Linked DNA regions of Mus musculus: region 1 is linked to region 2. A link is a contact called in public Hi-C data. All regions are on one chromosome and are shown on one strand. Each heading gives the region's core, a stretch centred on a gene start, on an enhancer-like site or on the middle of the called end of the contact. The rest is flanking DNA. Distances are from core to core; before and after follow the strand shown. Region 1 has its middle 180 kb from the start of A330102I10Rik. Region 2 has its middle 28 kb from the start of A330102I10Rik.

What was found. Hi-C and Micro-C count contacts between places; a contact is called where the count stands out from the background.
Region 1: a contact with region 2 is called in a Hi-C map of uterus, with 2.0 times the contacts expected there. The contact joins two enhancer-like sites. A contact is called at or near these places in 5 of 484 Hi-C or Micro-C datasets (the HL-1 cell line, the N1E-115 cell line, Sertoli cells and 2 more) and 1 of 115 datasets of contacts at active chromatin or transcription factors (heart atrium).

Annotation. Positions count from the first base shown.
Region 1 is chr13:29,190,044-29,194,578 of GRCm38.p6, forward strand. It overlaps a transcript of Cdkal1 not described here. Among named protein-coding and RNA genes, the nearest start is that of A330102I10Rik, 180 kb to the left of the region's middle. Within about 2 kb of position 2,803, at least 3 of the 459 cell types and tissues checked have an H3K27ac peak or open chromatin away from gene starts, as enhancers often do. A contact at or near this core is called in uterus, where this site is marked.
Region 2 is chr13:29,041,936-29,046,368 of GRCm38.p6, forward strand. No RefSeq gene overlaps it. Among named protein-coding and RNA genes, the nearest start is that of A330102I10Rik, 28 kb to the left of the region's middle. Within about 2 kb of position 2,261, at least 6 of the 459 cell types and tissues checked have an H3K27ac peak or open chromatin away from gene starts, as enhancers often do. A contact at or near this core is called in uterus, where this site is marked.

The DNA of each region.
Region 1 (4,535 bases), core at 1,553-4,052, 150 kb after region 2:
ACGGTCCCATGGCAAGCACTTGACCTTCTGAGTGTCTTCCTAGACCTGAGCAGAGACTTGTCAGCTCCTAAAGAATTCAGGCCAAATTCCAACATTTTCTTTGTTCCTTCACAGTGTGGAGTTCCCTCAGAAGCCTTGATGATATACTCTGAAAAGTGGGGCACATTATTAGTTACTTTTCTCAAGTTCAGAGGAAAGGCTTTGGAATATCAGGAAAGTTCATGACAGCGGGCTTGCAGGGACACGCAGAAGCATGGGATGGGTCTGATAAGGAGAACACAGACCTATTGCGTGGAGGACAGTATAATACATGTCTGTGAAACTTTGGAAAGTCTTGAGATCCATGCAGAAGACCAGGCCATTGGCCTCTACATTGTTATGGGATGTCTGTGGCCCTGCAGGATTAAATGGGCATAGTGTTAATTAGCTAGTCTGATCCCAAGTCATGATCTTTACTCTCTTGTTTCTATGAGTTTCTAGAATTTTTAGGGCCAAGAGGTAAGTTTTCACTTGCAAGAACAGTTCTTAGGAGAGAAAGGACATTGAAATGTCACTGTGACTGAAGCACGTCAGCCTTTGCTGTTATAAACATAATCACAGCCCTCACACCCAAGCCAAGTGGGGGAGAAGCCTAGAAAAGCATGAGGTGTCTTAAGTGCTCACTTAGAGATGCACTCTACAAATAGCTCGGCAAGCATTCCTCAGTGGAGAGCTATATGGACACCAGATGCTGTTAGCAGCTCGTGACCTGGGAACCAGGAATAGGCACCGTAGCAATACACATTAATCCAGCTACAGCCTTCAGGCCCCCTCGTAGTCTCAGTGAGAGCATTCTTCTCTCCGGGGTGGATGCCTTCTGGTTCTTGCTGTTTGTATTCTTAGGCTGTGAGCATGAAGCAAGCGGGTTGAGTTTATGCTACTAAGCTCTAGAAAATTAGTAAAATGAATGTTGGGATGCAGATTCTCTGGGTATTTTAACTATCATGATCCCTTAGTAGAACACCTAAGGGTGAAATGTTTGGAAATGTCACTGTGATTTTCCATATTTGTTCATCTTTCAACAATTGATCTGGTATATGACTATTTGTTTCTAGTCCCTAGCGTGTTCTCTCTCTCTCTCTCTGTCTCTCTGTCTCTCTCTCTGTCTGTCTCTCTCTATCTCTGTCTCTCTGTCTCTCTGTCTCTCTCTCTCTCTCTCTTTCTCGGGTGGGAGTCAAAGGATAACTCTTGGAGGTCCTGGGAATTGAACTCAGGTCATTAGGCTTGGTGGCAATCACCTCTTCCCGTTGAGCTACCTCACCTGTTTCCTAACGTTTTCAAGAACCTCACACAGACACCACCCTTTCAGCGGTAACTCACAAATGGTGGGTTTACATTAAACTGCCACAAAGCTTCTTCTAAACGCCTGGAGTTGCATGTTCTTTGACTTCTCCTTTTAATTATGGTGGACTGGGAACTTTTCCAGATTTTGTGACATGTACCCAGGCATGTTAATCGTCCAAGTTACCATCGGGAGAAGGTTTGTTGCAAGTTATCATCAGGAGAAGGTTTGTGCAGCACCTTCACCGTTTTGCTGGTGCTCTCCTGGGTGAGCAGGATGGAGTTATCCCCAGCCAAGGATCAGGCCAGGGCTTTATCCATGTGTACCACATGACAGAGTCATCGCTGTCACTCCGCTTCCCATAGATACAACACGTCCTTGACTATATATTATCCTTTATTACAAGTCAGGGGTCAGCACATTTTTGTTTTTCTTTCTGTTTTCCAGTGAACAGCCAAACAGCAAACACTTTGGGGGGTCTCTACAAACCACACAGGAAAAAGCACATTTTGTTCCTTGCCAGTTGCAACTGCCTTTGCCTTTCACTTTCCTGGGAGGAATTGTTCATCTGCTTCAATTGTTCAGCTCTGCCACTGCAGCCCATCCTTAGGCATAGATGATGTGTAAATAAACGAGCATGGCTGTGTTCTAATAAAACTTTATTTATAAAACAAAGCCATGGACCAGCTTTACTGAAAAGGCTGTAGTAAGCTGGCTCTTTGTATCTATGGCATATACATATATAAATTAATATTTTAATAGCCCATTACTTTGCTTATTATTACTAATTATTATAGTGTGTATGATGTGTGATTGGAGAATAGACACACATGTGTGGATGGCAGAGGACAGCTCTAAAGAGTCAGTGTCCTTTAGGTCCCAGGGGTCAAGCTCAAGTCATCAGGATTGTGTGGCAAGAGTTTATGTGCTGTGCCCTCTCACTGGCCCCTGTCATTATCTTAGAGCTGTTGGCATTGGCATTTATTTCTCACTGCATGACAGACAGATCGGACCAGTGTAGTGTAGAGTCATTCTATATGTAGATAATGGAGACTCATTGATATCTTCCTGATAGGATCAATCAGAAAGTGAGTGGAGACACAGACACAGCCTCTTAGATCCAATGTTTGCTGTTGTGTCAGTGTTTTCCAGAACACGTCTCTCTCCGTGTAGCTGGCAAGAAAAAAGACATTCTGGAGTCACATGTGTTTGAGAAACTCCACATGACCCGAGCTTAAGAAGGCCTTCTGTGTTTGTTATGAATCCCCAAGTAGGGATTAAAGTCTGATAAGTTTTCCAAACATTTTGGATGCCAGATCATTTTAAGGTTCTCATCAAAGAAGCTCTTAGAACCCATGCTTCTCACATTGGCTTCTGGAAAAACCTTCACTGAGCAAAACCACAAACTACAGAGAGGTCATTCAGGGAAGAAATACCAACCTGAAGCCCTGGATTAGACAGAGCACAGGTTCTGATCAGGCCTTGACCCAGTGAAGTGACAACTGACAGGACCTGTCACATCCTAGGCCCGAGTTCAGTCAAAGTCTCCGCACATAACTGCCTCTGCTGTTTTTCCTTCTAAGAGGAATTGCTAATCTGATTGGTGACCGTCCAAATGGAAGGTTGGCCTTTTTCTCTAATAACTTCTTCAGTGGAGGACATAGGCTCTGGCTGAGATGCAACACACAGTTTGGTTGAAGTTCATATTTCATGAAGAAACACTTCTTTTTATGATGTCAAGTGCAGGCTGTTTTATTTGAGTCAATCAAAGAACTTCTATCCCTGGAGAAACATTTTGGTAATGTTTTGAAGGCATTATGACTGGGAACCCAGAGATACCTGTGCCATAACTATGAACATTTCACCTCCCTACAGGATTTCGCAGTGAGGATGACCAGGAAATAGTACCATCATGCTCTTACCAATTAAAATCCACATTACTGGTGACACAAGTGTTATCAAACTCGAACAATGGCTTCTTTGACAAAACCAGATAGGAGTCCGCACACAGTTGAGGCCCACAGACTAAGTGAGGCCTTCACTTCACCCTTATCACCAAACCCATGGGTACAGCCCACAAACTCACGTCATGTGAGGATCTAGAGCCTAATACCATGGCTGACCCCCAAGGGATTCTGATTCAACTACTGAAGAAGTGTTGAACTTCTGTAGTTCCGTATCGTAAGTATAAAGACCTTCCTCCAGACCCACCACTGAGACCTGTGTAATGGTTCTGGACCAGGACAGAGGTGTGTTAATGGGGGTCGTGATGGAGAACTGTTTGGGTAGGAAGGAAGATTGCAAGTGAAGAGGAAAGGTGTCCCATCAGGCAGCTGGGGTAAATGGAGAAGTCAGTTGTGTAAGTTTCCATTGTGTTGCTATGACAAAGTGCCTGACAAAAGTGACATGAGTAAGGAAGGTTTACTCTGTCTCAACAGTGTAAGGTCACACTCAGTCACGGAGGAGAAGGCATGGTGGCAGGATCTTGTGGTAGCCGGTGGCACTGTGTCCACAATCAAGAAACAGAGAGAGAGAGATGGATGTTGCTGGTTCTCATTTCTCCCTTTTGTTTGGTCAGAGGCCCCATGGATAGTGCCATTCACACTCAGGGTGGGGCGTCCCTACTGTGTTAAAGTTTCCTGGAAAAAACTCTCACTGACACATCCAGAGGTGTGTTTCCATGGTGATACTAAATCCAGCTGAGTTGACAATGAAGAGTCACTAGCATGTCATAGGGGCCACTCACTTTCACTGGGAACTTGTGTTTCACAGAGGAAAATCGCAACCACACTCAGCTCTACCCCCTTATGATGCTGGAGATGGTGGAAACACGCATGATGACGGAGCTACTGAAACAGCATCCCAGACTGTGTTCTAACGTGTTCCCGCCTTGAACCCCGCTGCAACATTGAAATGTTATCTCGGTTTCATTCCCCTTCTGGCTCCTTTGAGCATCTACAAGCTCAGGGCAGGGATCTGGGTTCCCAACTCACACAATTACATCGAGGGCTTTTTCTGTTTCTCTTTTTCCTTCCTTCCTTCCTTCCTTCCTTCCTTCCTTCCTTCCTTCCTTCCTTCCTTCCTTCCTTCCTTCCTCTCTCTCTCTCTCTCTCTCTCTCTCTCTCTCTCTCTTTCTTTCTTTCCTTTTTTTTAAGCAACTAAGTCAAAAGGCATAGCAGACTTTGAAGGGATGGAATGACCCAAAAACACCCCT
Region 2 (4,433 bases), core at 1,011-3,510:
ATCAGGTCAGGCACTGGAGGTGAGACCTTTCTCAGGAGGTACTAGCAAGTGTCTTGTCAATGCTAGCAAAGAAGAATGTGGATAGAAATAAGTCGAAGGGGATACCGTGCAAGTGCACAGGGTTGAAGGGAGACAAGAGGTATTAGGACACCCTATTTGATTTTAATTTTGATCTCATCTGCACCCACAGAGGGTCAGCCTTGAAACACTTTATTTTCCATACCAAGAACCAGGGAACACTAATTGTACCCTGATCAGCTCAATAGCCAGTGGCAAGAGGATCCAGAAGATATCCAGGTCCTGGGGACACTAACAGAGAGACTGGACCATACTCCGATCATCAGTAGATGTGGCACAAGGGCCACAGAACCCTTGGGAGAGTGTATCTGACCCAGGACAGTTGAGAATGTCAGTAGATGGCACTCACTCTATTTCTTGGACATCATTCATTATTTTCCAAAGGCTCCAGTGAGCACCTGTCAAATGCCAATCACTGTTTTAGGTATAGGAGAAACAAGCACAAATAGAAAGGATATAAAGACACTGTCCTCCTTGACCTATGCTTTTAAAAAGCTAGCAAATAAGATATAGTTTCAACCAACACATTATTTGGAGAGTCTCATGGAGCCCAGGCTGGACTCAAACTTGGTATATGGCTGAGAATAACCTTAAACTTCTGATCTTCCTGCTTTTACCTTCCCCAGGCTGAGGTTCCAAGCCTGTGCCACCATACTCAGTTTATGTGGTGATGGGGATCAAAGCCAGAGCCGTGGCTATGCTAGGTAGGAACTCTATCAACGTAGCTGCTTGGACTGGATGGTTTTGTGTGTCAGCTTGACACAAGTTAGAGTCACCTGAAGGAGAGGAACCGCAGCTGAGAACAGTGCCTCCACGAGACTAAGCTATAGGGCATATTCTTAATTAGTGATTGGTGGGGAAAGGTCCAGTCCATTATGGATGGGGCCATCCTTGGGCTGGTCTCAGGTTCTTTAAGAAAGCAGGCTGAGCAAGCCGTGTGGAAGCCACGAGAAGCCATGGCCTCTGCATCAGCTCCTGCCTCCAGGATCCTGCCTTGTTTGAGGTCCTGTCCTGACTACCTTCAATGATGAGCAGCAATATGGACGTGTAAACCAAATAAACTCTTTGCTCCCCAGCTTGATGTTCAGCCAGTGTCTCATTGCAGCAACAGAAACCCTAAGACACTACTTGAAGAAAAGCTTTTTCGTAAGTTATATATAATAGAGTATAAGGACAGAGAAGGATTGGAAGAGCTAGTGACTAGAGCTAAAAGCCAAAGGGCTCCCCCCAGAAGAAGCTCAACTCTGGAGTAGGGAAACTACCACCTGATTGGCTATCTTCTCTGCCCCCTTTCTCTCCCCCCTCCCTCCCTCCTTCTCTCCTCTCCTCTCCTCTCCTCTCCTCTCCTCTCCTCTCCTCTCCTCTCCTCTCCTCTCCTCTCCCTCTCCCTCTCCCTCTCCCTCTCCCTCTCCCTCTCCCTCTCCCTCTCTCTCTCTCTCTCTCTCTCTCTCTCTCTCTCTCTCTCTCTCTCTGAATGTGCTTATGTATGATCAGATGGTGTCTATGATTGGCTGAATCACAAGGCTCCACAAAACAAAAAACAAAACACCAATACTAAGTTAGGTGTTAGTTTGTCTGCATGCCAAGCTAGGATACAGTTTGCTAAATCTGCACTAAAATGTGAGACCGCCGCAGGCTTGCCTGTTTACTTTGTTCTAACACTACATTAGATGGTAATGAACGTTAAAATATAAAGCTGAGAAGAGGGGAAGAGTATAGGGAGACTGTCTGTGAGATGTTATTTGGGGGAGGGGGAGGGAATCAGCGATTGCTTCCCTTCAGAATGTAGTGAAGATGTGAAGAAGGCTGGGAGGGGGGCGTGGGGGGCGGGGTTCGTGCAGGCATATGCAAAACAGCCTTCCAGACACAGCAGAGAACATGTCTAAAGACTATAGGCAGGAGCATGCTGGACACTGGAGAGACACAGGAGAGGCATGAGGCTGCAGCGAGAGGAGAAGATGGAGGAGGCCCACATGAGGTCCAGAAGGGGACACAAGATCCACCACCAAGTGCACTGAGACCATTTCCCTCTCATTTCTTCTTAACCGAAATTTAACAAACAAACAAAACACCAAAAACTTGAGACACATGTAACTTGTATGGCTGCCCGAAGGAAGAAAGAAGAGAATGCCTAACAGAAGCCAGGCAGCTGCCTTCCTGTGTATGGAGAGGTTTCACAGAGAGAAAGTCATTCAGCTAGACGCTTGTTATGTAGCTAGTCCTGAAACACCAGGGCCCCTTCTGGGGAGCTTAGTCTCTTCAATAAATGAGTTTAGAAATGGTCAAAATCAGAAGCCCATGGACAATTTTTTTTTTTTTTTTTAGAGTTTAAAAGAAAAATTCCAGGGCAGGCAAGCTGTAAACCTCAGTAGCTGCCCAGAGGAGGAGAAAGGGGAAAAGGACCAAAAAGGCCACAGCAGTTGAGTTGAACCAGCATGGAGGTCAGACACATGTCCGGACAGGCATCTGCATGGTCAGGCACAGACCCTAAGCCAGAGTGTCAGCCAGTGAGCATGATTAGAAGAGAGACGAGAACTATCGTGCTTTCCTGCACGGTGGAAAGAAGTGTGCAGATGTAGGAAGCTGCAAGTGCGGCTCTGGCAGAGACTGCCCGCACTGAGGTTTTAGATCTGCTACTTTTCTTGGTACTCTGACCAAATAGCTGATGAAGCAACTTGAGGGAGGATGGGTGTATTTTGGGTTCACACGTGGATGTAGACCATCACAAAGAGGAAGGCACTGTGACAGGCTGGAGGGAGTCGGGGCTAGGAATGTGGGAGCGGGGAGGGATGGGGAGTAGGGGGAAAACAGATAGGAGACAGCAAGCAGGCCTGGCTATAAACCTACCGTGACTCACTTCCTCCAGCCAGACCCCTACCTCCCAAACATTCCATATCCTCCCCCAAACAGTCTCAGCAGCTGGGGCAAATGATGAAACACCTAAGCCCATGCTGATAGTTCATTCAAACCACAAAGAATGAGAAAATATGGGGAAACAGGGGCAGAGCAGAGGAAAGAAAGCTCTCCTACTTGCAAGGAGAGCCCCTCCAGGCCCCTAATCTGAGTTCTGATGTAGGTTCTCTAGGACCCCCACTTGGTTTGAAATTGCTACCCCTGCAGGGCTGTAGAGCAAGGAAGGGGGTCAATGGGTTCTAAGTTCTTCCATCCTGGTTGTCTTCTGAGAATAGATACAGTACAGCAAGTACTTGAACAAATGAAGAGGCTTCAAAATCTCTTTAGTTTGGGCACCTCCCACCTTTGCCTCCAGTAGACAGCAATCACCCCAATAGAACTTTCCTGAAGAGAGAGGAGTCTTCAAGTCACACTCCGGATGGAGTCTGGAACTCAGAGGGGTGTCATGCTGCTCAGTCAAGAAAATACCAAGGAAGAGGGTTTTTTTTTGTTTTTTTTTGTTTTTGTTTTTTTTTTTTTGTTTTTAGATGGCAACAAGTTAATTTGGGCCCCTGCCTAAGTGGCCATTCTTCCTCCATCTTCCAACTTGAGTCGCAAAGAGGGCACCTCAGGGGGACATAGTTGAACAAATGGCAGAGGCTGGCCACCTGCATGAGGAGAGAAGGGTGCTTGCCCAAGGATATCCCCAAGTCTCTGGTCAACAGAATCATTCTCCAGGCCCCTAATCTGAGTTCTGATGTAGGTTCTCTAGGATCCACACTTGGTTTGAAATTGCTACCCCTGCAGGGCTGTAGAGCAAGGAAGGGGGTCAATGGGTTCTAAGTTCTTCCATCCTGGTTGTCTTCTGAGAATAGATACAGTACAGCAAGCTTCAAGCTTATTCTGTAAAAGACTGAAGACTCGCCCCCTCCCCCATTAAGAAACAGTCTCTCTCTCTCTCTCTCTCTCTCTCTCTCTCTCTCTCTCTCTCTCACACACACACACACACACACACACACACACACACACACAGAGACACACTTTTCTCTTTTTAATTATTTTGGGACATTGTATGAGTGATTTTTGTAACAGTCCAGACAAATTGGACTGTTAACTGATATCTATAACCAGACAGGATGAAACTTGTCTCAACTGAGGTTTAAAGGTAGCTTTTCCATCAGGTTGAGATTTGCAAGGAGAAATTCCCAAGCCTTGAGTTTCCATTGGGGATCCCCCCCTGAGAAGAAGTCAGAACTCGCCAGGTGCCAGCCTTGCAAGTGAAGGGGGACTTGACCACCGAGATGTCTCTAATAAGTGACAAAATTCATGTGGGTAACAACTTGACATTTCTTTATGTTCAAGTCTCTATGGAAATAGAATGCACAAATTAATAGTCTTAGGAGACCCGTGTGGAAGAAAACCAGAATGGGGATCATGGACTCCATTAACTCACTCGTCTCAAT